2 separate regions of the Mus musculus genome follow, and region 2 is linked to region 1. Evidence: chromatin contacts called from public promoter capture Hi-C data. All regions are on one chromosome and are shown on one strand. The core of a region is the stretch at or near the end of the contact, and the rest is flanking DNA. Distances in the headings are between cores, read along the strand shown. Region 1 overlaps Slc25a48 (solute carrier family 25, member 48). Region 2 overlaps Tgfbi (transforming growth factor, beta induced).

Region 1 (5,510 bases), core at 1,885-4,384:
ATGTGTCTGGGTTTTTTGGGTCTCACCTGTGTCCCCAGAGTTCCTGACTTTCCACATAGTTCTCTTATTTAGAAAGTGAACAGAGCTATCATTAATGATTTTATCACTTAGGGGAGCTTAGAAAATCTGCTGTACTTCCCAACTGGAGAAGAGTAGAGTATATATGGTATGCGTGTGTGTGTGTGCATGTGTGTACATGTGTGGTGTACATGTGTTATGTGTATGTGTGTGCATGTGTGTGTTAGCATGTGTGTGCACATGTGGTGTGCCTATGTGTATACATGTGTGTTGGCATGTGGGTGTGCACATGTTCTGTGCTTGTGTGGTGTGTGTGTGTGTGTGTGTATATATATGTATATATACACACACACACATATATATATACATATACATATATATATGGTGTGCATGTATATACATGTGCGGTGTTCTTGCATGTGTGCAGGTGTGTGTGTGTGTGCAATGTGTGCATGCATGTTTGTATGTTGAACTTGTGTTGTGTGCATGTGTGTGCACCTGTGTGTACATGTGGTGTATATGTGTACATGTGTGTTGGCATGTGTGCATGTGTGATGTGCTTGTGTGGTGTACATATATTATGCATGTATGTGTGTGCATGTGTGGTATCCATGTGTGTGTGCTTGTGTGTGTGCTTGTGTGGTGTGCATATATATGTATGTGGTATGCATGTGTGTATGTGGCATGCTTGTTGGCCACACATGTGTACAGCCACAAAGCAAGGGGATCCCAAGTGGCGCCCACACTGCCTGGAAATGCTGCTGTTGGCAAAGCCATCCTTCAGGAGGGCATGGCCAAAAGCCGAGACTGCACGTTTCAGTCAGCCCCGGCCCTGCTCCGTTCAGTCCACACGTCAGGCCACACAATTGTCTCTTTGAGCTTATGTAACTGAAGTACCTGACAATTTTTAACTGTGATGTCTTACAGGAAGGTCCATTTTTCTGTCTGGTCTTAAAAAACCAGAGGATCCAAACACATCAGACCACAAGATAGCAGCCATGGGGAAACAATGCCCTTAGTTGTCCTGTTGAAGGACACTGCCAAGGTCACCACAACCCCACTACCCCCTCAACCTCCCCACCCCACCCTCGGCAGCTTTCAGATATAGCTGCCACCCACCTTTTGCCTGGGCTGCCTTTTTTTTTCTACCCGCAGAGGGAGGCATACAATGAAGTATGCCCTGGGTTCATGTCTCAGTCAAAAGAGGGAAACTGAGACCGGGAAGAAAGATTGTCTCATCAATATGGGAGGGGGCATGCTTCCTTCGACCCTCTGTTTCCTGTAGTTACTGCCTCCAATGCAATTGTCTGAAATCTCTCCCTGCATCCTTGCTTTCACCCCTGGGATAGGACCAGTTGGGCCTGCCTCATAGCTCCCTGGTGACTCTGTTGTCATTCTATATCCCTTCCACCCTGATGCTGACCCCATCTATTGGAGACAGACACACATCCTCAGAGCAGCCGGGCCTCAGGCCCGCCCTGTGTACGGTGGGGAGCATCAGTCTCATGCTCAGAAGGCTTAGGGTCTGCACCAGACACTGCCAGGACAGGGGGCTTATGGACCTGGGCCAGGATGCTCCTGAGTGAGCTTGTGGGCCTCCTGTCATGTTCCACAGCTGAACCCCAGCCTTAGAGTGCAGAGGGTTCACACAGTGACCATTCTGAAGGCTGCCAGCAAGGGCGGGGTGGTTGGGGGGACTCATCATACATAATACATACACTATGACAGGAAAGACCAGAGATCCAGCCCCTCCATTCTATAGACATGGAGACTTGAGACTGAACCAAGAACAAAACCCACAGAATCGAAATATGTCTCCTCCAGCACTCAAGTCAGCCAAAGGTGACACACAGCGGGTTCCCCTCTCCTCTCTTTCCTCCTCTGTCAAAGCCACCTTCAAAAGCAGCATGGGAAACTCCCAAGAGGAGAAAATGAGATGCTCCCTGTGGTGAGCAGGGAAGAGGGTGGTCTTGCTCACAGAGAAGGTTATGAACAATGGGACCACAGATCCAGACAAATGGGAAAGGGTCACGGGTCCTCAGACACCAGATTTCTCTCCATCGGCCTCTTACCTTCCCGAAATGGCTGTGTTTGCATCTGCAGTCGGATCTTGATGAGTTCCACGGGCCCGCCCAGCCCAACAGAGACCACACCAGTCAGCATGCTAGCCAGGAGCAGATCAGACAGACTTCGGCCAGGGCCAGCCTCGAGTTCCCCACAGCGGTACTTGCTGAGGAACCGTTGGGTGTTGCTGAAGACCCCGAACACCACCGAGTTATAGATGGCGATGCTGGCCAGGGGGAAGGACATGCCCTTGAAGAAGCCAAACACCTGTGGCAAGGAGACCCAATGGGAGGAAGTGTGAGGCCAAACGGCTCTTCAGGGTCTCTCTCTGCATACCAAGTATGGGACCTCCCTGCTCCCCAGGCTCAGAGTTAATAATCCACCATGCCACAGAAGAGCCCCCAGCAAGGGTCTAGATGACATGGCATGATAGGAGAAGGCCACATGCAACTCAGGCAGTCATTCTAGCCCCAAAGATGAGCCTCCTGCACAATGGAGTCTTGGCCTCAGATATATGCATGTCCCAAATGGCAGTGTCAGAACTGTGGCTGCAGAATGTCTGAGGAGCCCTCAAGAGTCATGGGGATGTTAAGTCCCAACACATCTCCTCACTAGCTGCTCACGCAAAGCTAGCACTGTCTGTCTGTCTGTCTGTCTGTCTGTCTGTCTCTCTCATTACTTTCTATGAGTCAAATCAATAACAAAACAGTGTTCACCTTCACTGAGTTCATGGTCTTGGGGGTAAGGCAGATGAGGACAGGATGGAGGGTTTAGACAAACTGACAGGCAACACTGTGCAACTCACTAAGTCTGTGGTGACAGGCTGACAAAGGGACTTACCAAGAGTACCGGGGACAGCATCTCAGAATGAGACCCTTTCCACACACAGATGCATGCACACACACACACCAGACATACAACATACACACCACACCACACACACACCACACACACACCACACACAAGAAAAGGGGGAGAGCGAGGGATGGACAAAGCAAGAAGCAATGCTTCCAGCAGGGGTCAGAGTCTCCTCTATAACTGTGTTCTCAATGAGCCCACACACAGGTGCTCTAAGGGAAACTGGAAAATTCCACAGCCATCAGGACAGCTGAAACGGTACACATGTGCCAACGCCAACGATGAGGAAGTTCTAAAAAGCCACGTCACAACACGAAAATGTAGAAAGCTATGCCACAAACAGGTTATCGTGACTGGAGAGGACACCTCACAGACGTGTGTACACATATGCACATAGGCATCCGCCTCGCCTCATTTCAGGCTCTTCCTCCATAACTTGAGACACTGAGCTACATTGTCTCAGAAATAACACCTGAGGTCCCCACCAGAGGCTGGGCACTGGGACACTGGCTGGCAAGTACTGCCGGGAATGTGAGCCAAGCAAAAGAATCAATGACCATCTTTCAGTGGGCTGGGGAGTCACGCCCATTTAGCTTAGAACACCAAGTACAAGGTTGGCACTACTCACCCTAATTTTCAGAGTGGTTAATCAAGAGTTAACGCCACACTGGCATTCACCATGAATTTGTCTGTTGGCAAGCTTGGTACCTAGCCTCGGGCATTTGTTACAATGTGGCCTGTGACAGCAACAGTCTCACTGGGCACATTGCCAGGAACCCGGGAAGCTCAGAGCTGCCATGAACATACATTTGACTGTTTCTTTAAATGGGGCCATTTTTATCCTAAATGTAACTTTTAAAAATCCTAGATTCCCTCAAAGGGTAGTCTCAGAAAGCAACCTGCTAAGCCTTAAGAAGGAAGTGGGTGTTAAAAATATTATTCCATTTCCTATTTGAAAATCAGCACCTCAGTCACGTGTTGGGGGTGGACGTGGGGGTGGGGATTCCCGCTGCATCCAGATAGAGAGATGCTACTAAGGCTCAGCTTCCCTGCAATCATTGTGTATACTTTATTTGTGCAGGAACTTTCCATTCTGTGGTTCCAAATTCCTCAGAGCTTCTCCAGAGAGCTCATACAAAACTCTTTGGGAAGTTTCTTCTCAGCAATGTACTAAGTGACCAGAGGTTAGCTGAGGTAAGGTTGCATTTGCCCGTGTGGTACAAGATGAGAAGAAATAGGTGAGCCGCAGCAAGAACAAGCTGCCTCCCATCTGTTGCCGTGATGTAGGAGTGTGGCCTGGTCCATGTGGTCCAAGGAAGGCTCTGACCAGTAGCACCCTCCGCCCACCCCAGGCACTTACACGCTCCCTCTTGTACACCATGCGGATGCAGTTGAATGTGTTCGCATAGCCGACACCAGCTTGCAGGCGAGTCTGCAGAGAGAGAGGCAAGGGCAGGGAGCCACTCAGAGATAGGTCACAAGCCCCCAAAGACATCCTACCCCAAGAGACCCACCCAAGGAAGAGGACCAGACTCAGTCCTGGTCAGCCGGGTGCCACATAATCTTTAGGGACACTTACTCCACTATCCATCTAGCCCAGTCCCATGCAGAAGGCTGCTTTGGATCAGGGGATAACCCAGATCGGTTAGATGTATAAAGATGATGGTTGCTGGACTCAGGAGGCCAGCCTCCTAGGTACAAAATGCCAGACCTCGGCTCTGTCCCTTTTGCTGCTATCTCTCACTCCACTCTTCTAGAAGCCTCTAGGGACACCTGCTCATTCCCCACCCCCACCCCCTGCAGGCATCTTTCTAAGCTTTGCCCCTTTCTCACCAGAACACAGCCTTGGCCCTAGTGTCTCCCTCTCACCTCCAGCTGCTCTATGCCACAGCCAGGCTGATTTCTCTCAAAATAATTGAAATTGTGTCACTCTGTTTAAAACTCTCCAGGGCCTCCTGTGCCGAGGACTCTCGGGATTGGCCTGCCTGTTACCTTCCTGGTCACTTCCTCCAGTGGCATCCTGCCTCCATGACAACCTCATCTATACTTCCTGCCTCCAACCTCTGTTCTGGCTGGTCCCCTAGAATTTCCTCCGGTCCCTGCTCTCCTTTTGGATCCGAGCGTACACATAGTAAGGAGGGTTTATATTAGGTTACCCCATGGGGCAGAGCCCCCCACTGCCTTCTCCTCTTGCCCTTGCCTGGAGTTGGGCACAGCCCTGGCACAATTCTTTGCAGCTCTGCAGTGACCAAAGAGGCTACCCAGGAAAGGCAAGATGGCACCCTCTGAGGAAGCCTGGGTGGTCAGGGTCAGGAGACGACAGGCACTGAACATCGAGGAAGCTCCTAAGATTGTTCAGAATAGTGTCTGTCCTGGACTCCGAGGTTCTGCTTCTCTTTTAGTCATATTGCCTGGCATTCTCCCTAAGATGCTTCCTCAGTCCCCTTATCATGCACTGTCTGTTAGGAGTATGAGAGCCCTACAATGGTCCTGTCCCCTACAGTATCCAGTGTGCAGCAAGGAGTGAACCCTGCCCCTCCCACCGCCGAAACAGGCCACCAAAGTGGCAG
Region 2 (5,510 bases), core at 1,393-3,892, 180 kb before region 1:
AGTCCCCTGCTGTGAGCAAACTGGTCATTGCCTAGCAGTAGCAGGTATTCAAAAGGCCTCTCATAATGAGTTCTGATATCAATGAATATAAAAATCTTTGTGCTCTGTACAAAAGATCTTTCAATGCATTTATGGTTTGGGTGCTGTATGTTAAAGTCTTGCCCCAACCCCAGGGTGGTGCTATTGGGAAGTAGTGACAACGTTAAAAGGTAGAGTTAGTGTGGGGCCTTTAGGCCATTTAGTGCCCACCCCCTAAAGCCACAGGTTTGAAAGCCGTGGGGCCAGGTGATTATGAAATAACATGTCTATGACTGTGAGCCAAATGAAACCTTTCCTCTTCCTAATCTGGTTACTTCCGGTACATGTGCTGTGATGCTGCCTGCACCTCTTCCAGGAAGCTTCCTAGCCCTTGAGGCTGTAGACCCCAACCCTGCCCACCCCATCAGTGAACCAATCGTATCATCTCAACAGCCTGTTTTGAAGCCTGCTGCCCATCAGGCTTCAACTTCCTGGAAGACACAATGTGGCACCCGGGCTCCCGGCCCGGAACAGGCATTTTTGAAGGACCGCTCTCATCTAGGCACAGATGCCATCTGTGCTTTCTGAAGGGTCTCTTTCTCCCCATGTCTGGGAAGGGTCTCTGTAACCCATCAGGCATCATACCTGGCACACAGCCAAGGTAGCTTTAAACAATGTCACACTTAGTGACATTTAGGAGGAAGAATGTAAGTGGGCTGTACAGGGTCTAAGGGTTCACTAGGCAGCTTAGTACTTAGCGATCCTTCAGAAGTTCTAGAATTAAAGGGGGTGAAGAGAAAGAAGGGTGGGCCCCCTCCTAATCTACTGTCTATGCTGAACTTAGGAGCTGAAAGATGGAACCAGCAATGGAAATCAACTGACCATTGATTGCTCTGGCCAGACATAGGAAGATATAGAAGGTTACCATAATGATCCCGCTTGCTGGATGTGATCGCCAGCCACCCACCCCTGATTCGTCCAAGCTCTTGAAGCTTTCACACATCCACCTGCCTGTTTTGGCCACTAAGGTTTTGTTTCCTTAATTTGACCAGGGTCAGCTAGGGACTCCTAGCACTGTCTCTGCTTGGCTTCTACTAAGACATGGCCATTGGGAGTTAACATAAGCCAGGGTTTTAGGGGACATCCTGAAACGTGTGGCATTAGCGGAGGCCAGGGCTCACTTGAGCTGCTCCAATGAGGCAGCAAGGAGCTGAGGGTCCTCACCTCTCAGTGCCTCTGGGTCACCCAGGATGCGGTTCAAGGTCTCGGCAGGGATCTTCTCAAAGGCCTCGTTGGTTGGGGCCAAGAGTGTGAACTGGCCGTCGCCCTCCAGCACGGTATTGAGTCCTGATGCAGCCACGGCGGCCTGTGTAGGGAAGGGAGAATAAAACCTTCCTAGGCTCACCTGGCAAGACGCACACACCCTGGCTATGCCTCCCCAGGGGACACGAGACACTTAGAGGAATCCCAAGTGAGAGAGAAGCCTGGCTGAAGGTCTATCTTACCACGGCCTCCATGGGCCCTGACCTGTGTTCCAGCTGAGCTGACCATCTTTCAAGTGTGGATAACTTCACTCCTCCCTGACTCTGGGCCTCTCTCCCTGTAGCTCCCCCTGCCTCTCTTCCTCTTTCTTTTCTTCTTAGACTCCTGTTCCTTCAAACCTTGACCAAAATGCCACTCCTCTTGGCACAGATCCCCAGATGAAAGTCACCCTGACTGTCATGTCTCCCAGCTGTAATCCCACGGTTAGCAGAGTCCTTATGAACGATTATACAGTGTGGATATATTACATGCCTCAGGGCTACATGGCATCTAGAACAATATCCTAACAGGCCAAGGTGCTTCTCAACGCTCCCCAATAGAGAGGCTCCTCCTGGTTAATAGGGCCTGCAGGATACTCAGTCCACAGGCTTCCTCCATGCTCCCTTAGAGGAGCAAAGCATCTGCAGTGGGGTGGAGCAACATAAGCTGTTCTCTTCCTTCATTTTTCCCTGGCCATCGCTCCTGGGCTACACTGTCAATCATTCTTCTGCTCACTCCCCCTCCCCCAAGCTCATCTCGCTGTCCTTCCTTGCACAAGTCTCATCCGTCTTCCCAGAAAGAATGGTAGCCACTTTGTTCACTCTGACCCCTGGCACCTAGACTTGGAGAGTGATGCGGTTTAAGAAGCATGTGTTCAAAGGGGGGAAAAATGGGTATCAGGGAGGGTCAAAGCAGAATCAAAAAGAGGACATTTTCTTCCTATCATTTCCAACTGTAAGGGCAAGCCCCTCAATAGGAAGGACTCTGTGCTGAAAATAGGAAAGTCTGTGCTGTCAGCTTTGGGGTAACATTCCCTTGCAGACCCAGAGAAAGGCAGGGAAAAGCACCTCAAAAGCCAGTCTCCCTGGGGGTCTCTGAGCCAGCTAAGAGAGCTCCCCAAACACCACAGCCCCTCTGTGCTCATGCCAGAGTGTTTGTCTCTGTGTTGGCGATCTCCAGGGCGGGGTTGCTCACTGCCACTTGTGTGCTTTGTGGTTAGGAAATCCTCCTTGAATCAGACAAAACCCTGACACGGCAGCCTATGCCTGCTTCCTCCTGCGTGGCCGGTGCCAACAGGAACCACTTGCCTTTCCAGTTGCTGGACATACGCCTTTGGTCTGAGGACAGTTGGCATCCAGCTCCAGAGTCAGAGTCTACACTCCTGAGTCTACACAGAGAGCTTCCCTGCTATGTCTATGTTCCAAAGAAAGATGGGTGTGAGGCCCCAGGCTGGGACCTGTGGTCTTAGAAGCACCGTACTGGCTGACAAGCCATTGTTATAGTGTTCTGTGTTCCTGGGAAGAACACTGTCACACTGTTGGACCTCACAGTTCAGCCCCAAGGCTCAGAGGACTCTGTCTCTACTGTGACATGGTGGCACTGTGCAGAAGAGCCAAGCAAAGGAAAACTTTATATCGGGCATTTCTCACGCTCTGTCCAGCCTGGTGCTCTTTAGAGTCTTCTCCACATAACCACACTGGGGACATCCTCATGTCCCCTGCAGAAGACACCCTGGCAGGTGCCTTCCAAGAGGCCATGTGTCCCCAGCCTGGGCTTCTATTCCAAACAGTCCCTTACCCGAAGTGTCTCAAAGGTGTCCTCGATTTCAATGATCTGCTGGATGTTGTTGGTGATGGTGGAAATGACCTTGTCAATGAGATGCACCACGCCGTTGGTCGCATGGTGGTCAGCCTTCAGCAGCCGGGCACAGTTAACAGTTACAATCTGCCAGAGGAGAAGCAAGGTTGGGTGAGTAAGACAAGGGGTTTCCAGGAGAGGGAACAGCGGGTACACAGCTAAGGGCAGGATGTCTGTGGTGAACACCCAGGAGGCAAGGGCCAGCCTAAGGTTTATCAAATCACAGGACAGAATTCTAGAAAGCAACAGCCCCAATGATCTCACTGTGGACAGAGGACAGTACTGGGTAACTGGGGATGCCCTTACCCCATTGGGATAGTGATGGATCTGGATGTTGGAATTCTGGTACATGGAGGTGAGGGTCATGCCGTGCTTGAGCTCATCGGTCAGGACCCGCCTGTCCACCATGTGGTAGCGGAGAGCATTGAGCAGTTCGATGTTGACGTTGCTCACCAGGGAGTCCAGCACTTCCTAGAAAGAAAGGACATGACAGTTAAGAGGCAGCAGCCCTGTGTTCAAGGGAGGGGCACCTGCCCCAAGTGGACCTAGATGCCTCTTCTAAGAGGGAGTCCTCCTTTAGTGGGCATCTGTGGGAGGTTGGGGGACACTGCTTCCAGTGCACTGGGGAGGACTGCTTTCACTTTCCTTGGGGCTGGGAGCATATTAAAGGAAAGAATGTCACTACAGAATCCCACTGTGTGCCCAGACCTCTGGGGAAGGGCAGTTCCCAGCACTCCCCTGGGCAGAAGGCTCCTCTCACCGCAGGCAAGGAAGACCAGGCCTCATTGCTAGGAGCAAAGATGGTGAAGCTTCCGGGTCCCTCCATCTCAGGCCTCAGCTTTTCTGTGCGGTCTGTATACAGCTGTGTGGTGGTCGATCCCACAACTCCCATGGTCTCATACAGATTTGAGAGCGGAAGAGCTGCGGAGGCAGAGGCCAGAGGGACAGGAGTGAATCCATTCCAGATACATGCCTGCCCTCCATCCTTTGTCAGGGATGACAGTGGGCACAAGTGCAGAGGAAGGGGCGTGGGAGGGGTGGAAACCCAGACATCTGTTGATGGATGTGCTTACAACTCACAAGCTTCTTGGAACCGCAGGAGTCAGATGCCCGTGCTGAACAGCCTGATGGGGGATCTCTAAATGTCTAATTGCCTTAAACACGGCAGAGGAGAGCTTTTTGCTCCTGTGCATTTAAAGTGGGTGGAAACAGGTGGGAGATTACTAACCCTTGTAAAGATTTCCCTAACAGCTCTGCTAGAAAGAAAGAGCTGTAAGTCTTCCAAGTCTTTGTGTACTTTTCAAGGTCTGGCCTCTTAGATGGCAACCAGAAGGGCTTTCTAAGATGAACTCACTCTGTAGCCCCAGGCTGGCCTCCAACTCCTGGTGATCCTCCTGACTCAGCTCCCTGAGAGCTGGGATAACGGATGTGTGCCACCACACACAGACTAACGTTTCTATTTAAATAACCTGAAACTGTCACCTCAGAGTTAAGTCTCCAATCTTATGTCTTCAACTGCCCTTCTGCTTGGGTTGACAATGCCACGACCCTGGCAACAATAACATGTCTTCATAATCTCGACACTAAATCAAATTGCGTTGCCATTTAAATTTCTGCTCGTATCTGAATCCTAAGACTACCTTGAATGTCAAAGATAAAGCACAAAGCCTGCTTGACTGTGTGTGCCACTGAAGATGCTGGTGAAATTCACAGGCATCACGCCATCTTTGGCCCAGTGTGGCCATTGGTGGGCCCTTTGTTGCCTATGGGTAAGTCCATCTAGCCTGCTGCCTATTCCCTGGGCTGTACTCCAGAGGCCAGAGACCATGTTGTCCTGTCTGAGCCCCAGCAGGGCTAATGGCAACTTGACTGGCTAACAGGCTGGCCTTGTTGGGTGCTCTGAGAATCACCACCAGAACTGATGACAAGGCCAGAGCCTGCAGCCACTGGGAAGAGGCCTGGCAGACTAGCAAGGGTTTTTCTCTACCTGTTGAATGAGGGTCATGAGTAACATGGGAGAAAGACTTTTTCATCTTCCATCCTCTGCCAACTCATGGCTCCAGTGAACACATGGGAAGGACAACTCCACCTCATGCTCCCCACCAGGCTGTGACCCTATTCCCTTTTGCATGACACTTCTTCCTCTTCCTCTTCCTCCCCCTCTTCCTCCCCCTCTTCTTCTTCTTCTTCTTCTTCTTCTTCTTCTTCTTCTTCTTCTTCTTCTTCTTCTTCTTCTTCTTCTTCTTTTTCTTCTTCTTCTTCTCCTTCTTCTTCTACCTCTCCCTCTTCTTTCCCCTCCCTCCTCCTTTCCCCCTTCTCCTCCTTCTCCTCTT

Evidence for each region. Capture Hi-C pulls out chosen DNA fragments and counts their contacts.
Region 2: a promoter capture Hi-C map of liver shows a contact between it and region 1. The contact joins two enhancer-like sites. A contact is called at or near these places in 2 of 484 Hi-C or Micro-C datasets (both in liver), 1 of 115 datasets of contacts at active chromatin or transcription factors (astrocytes) and 2 of 9 other capture datasets (embryonic stem cells and liver).

What each region holds. Positions count from the first base shown.
Region 1 is chr13:56,447,860-56,453,369 of GRCm38.p6, reverse strand. Slc25a48 (solute carrier family 25, member 48) reads right to left here. Exons shown (of 8, transcript NM_177809.4): 3 at 4,301-4,372; 4 at 2,091-2,349. Among named protein-coding and RNA genes, the nearest start is that of Slc25a48, 12 kb to the right of the region's middle. Within about 2 kb of position 3,134, at least 38 of the 459 cell types and tissues checked have an H3K27ac peak or open chromatin away from gene starts, as enhancers often do. A contact at or near this core is called in liver, where this site is marked.
Region 2 is chr13:56,623,788-56,629,297 of GRCm38.p6, reverse strand. It overlaps Tgfbi (transforming growth factor, beta induced), which reads right to left. Exons shown (of 17, transcript NM_009369.5): 4 at 3,938-4,098; 5 at 3,484-3,648; 6 at 3,118-3,264; 7 at 1,243-1,384. Among named protein-coding and RNA genes, the nearest start is that of Tgfbi, 17 kb to the right of the region's middle. Within about 2 kb of position 2,642, at least 30 of the 459 cell types and tissues checked have an H3K27ac peak or open chromatin away from gene starts, as enhancers often do. A contact at or near this core is called in liver, where this site is marked.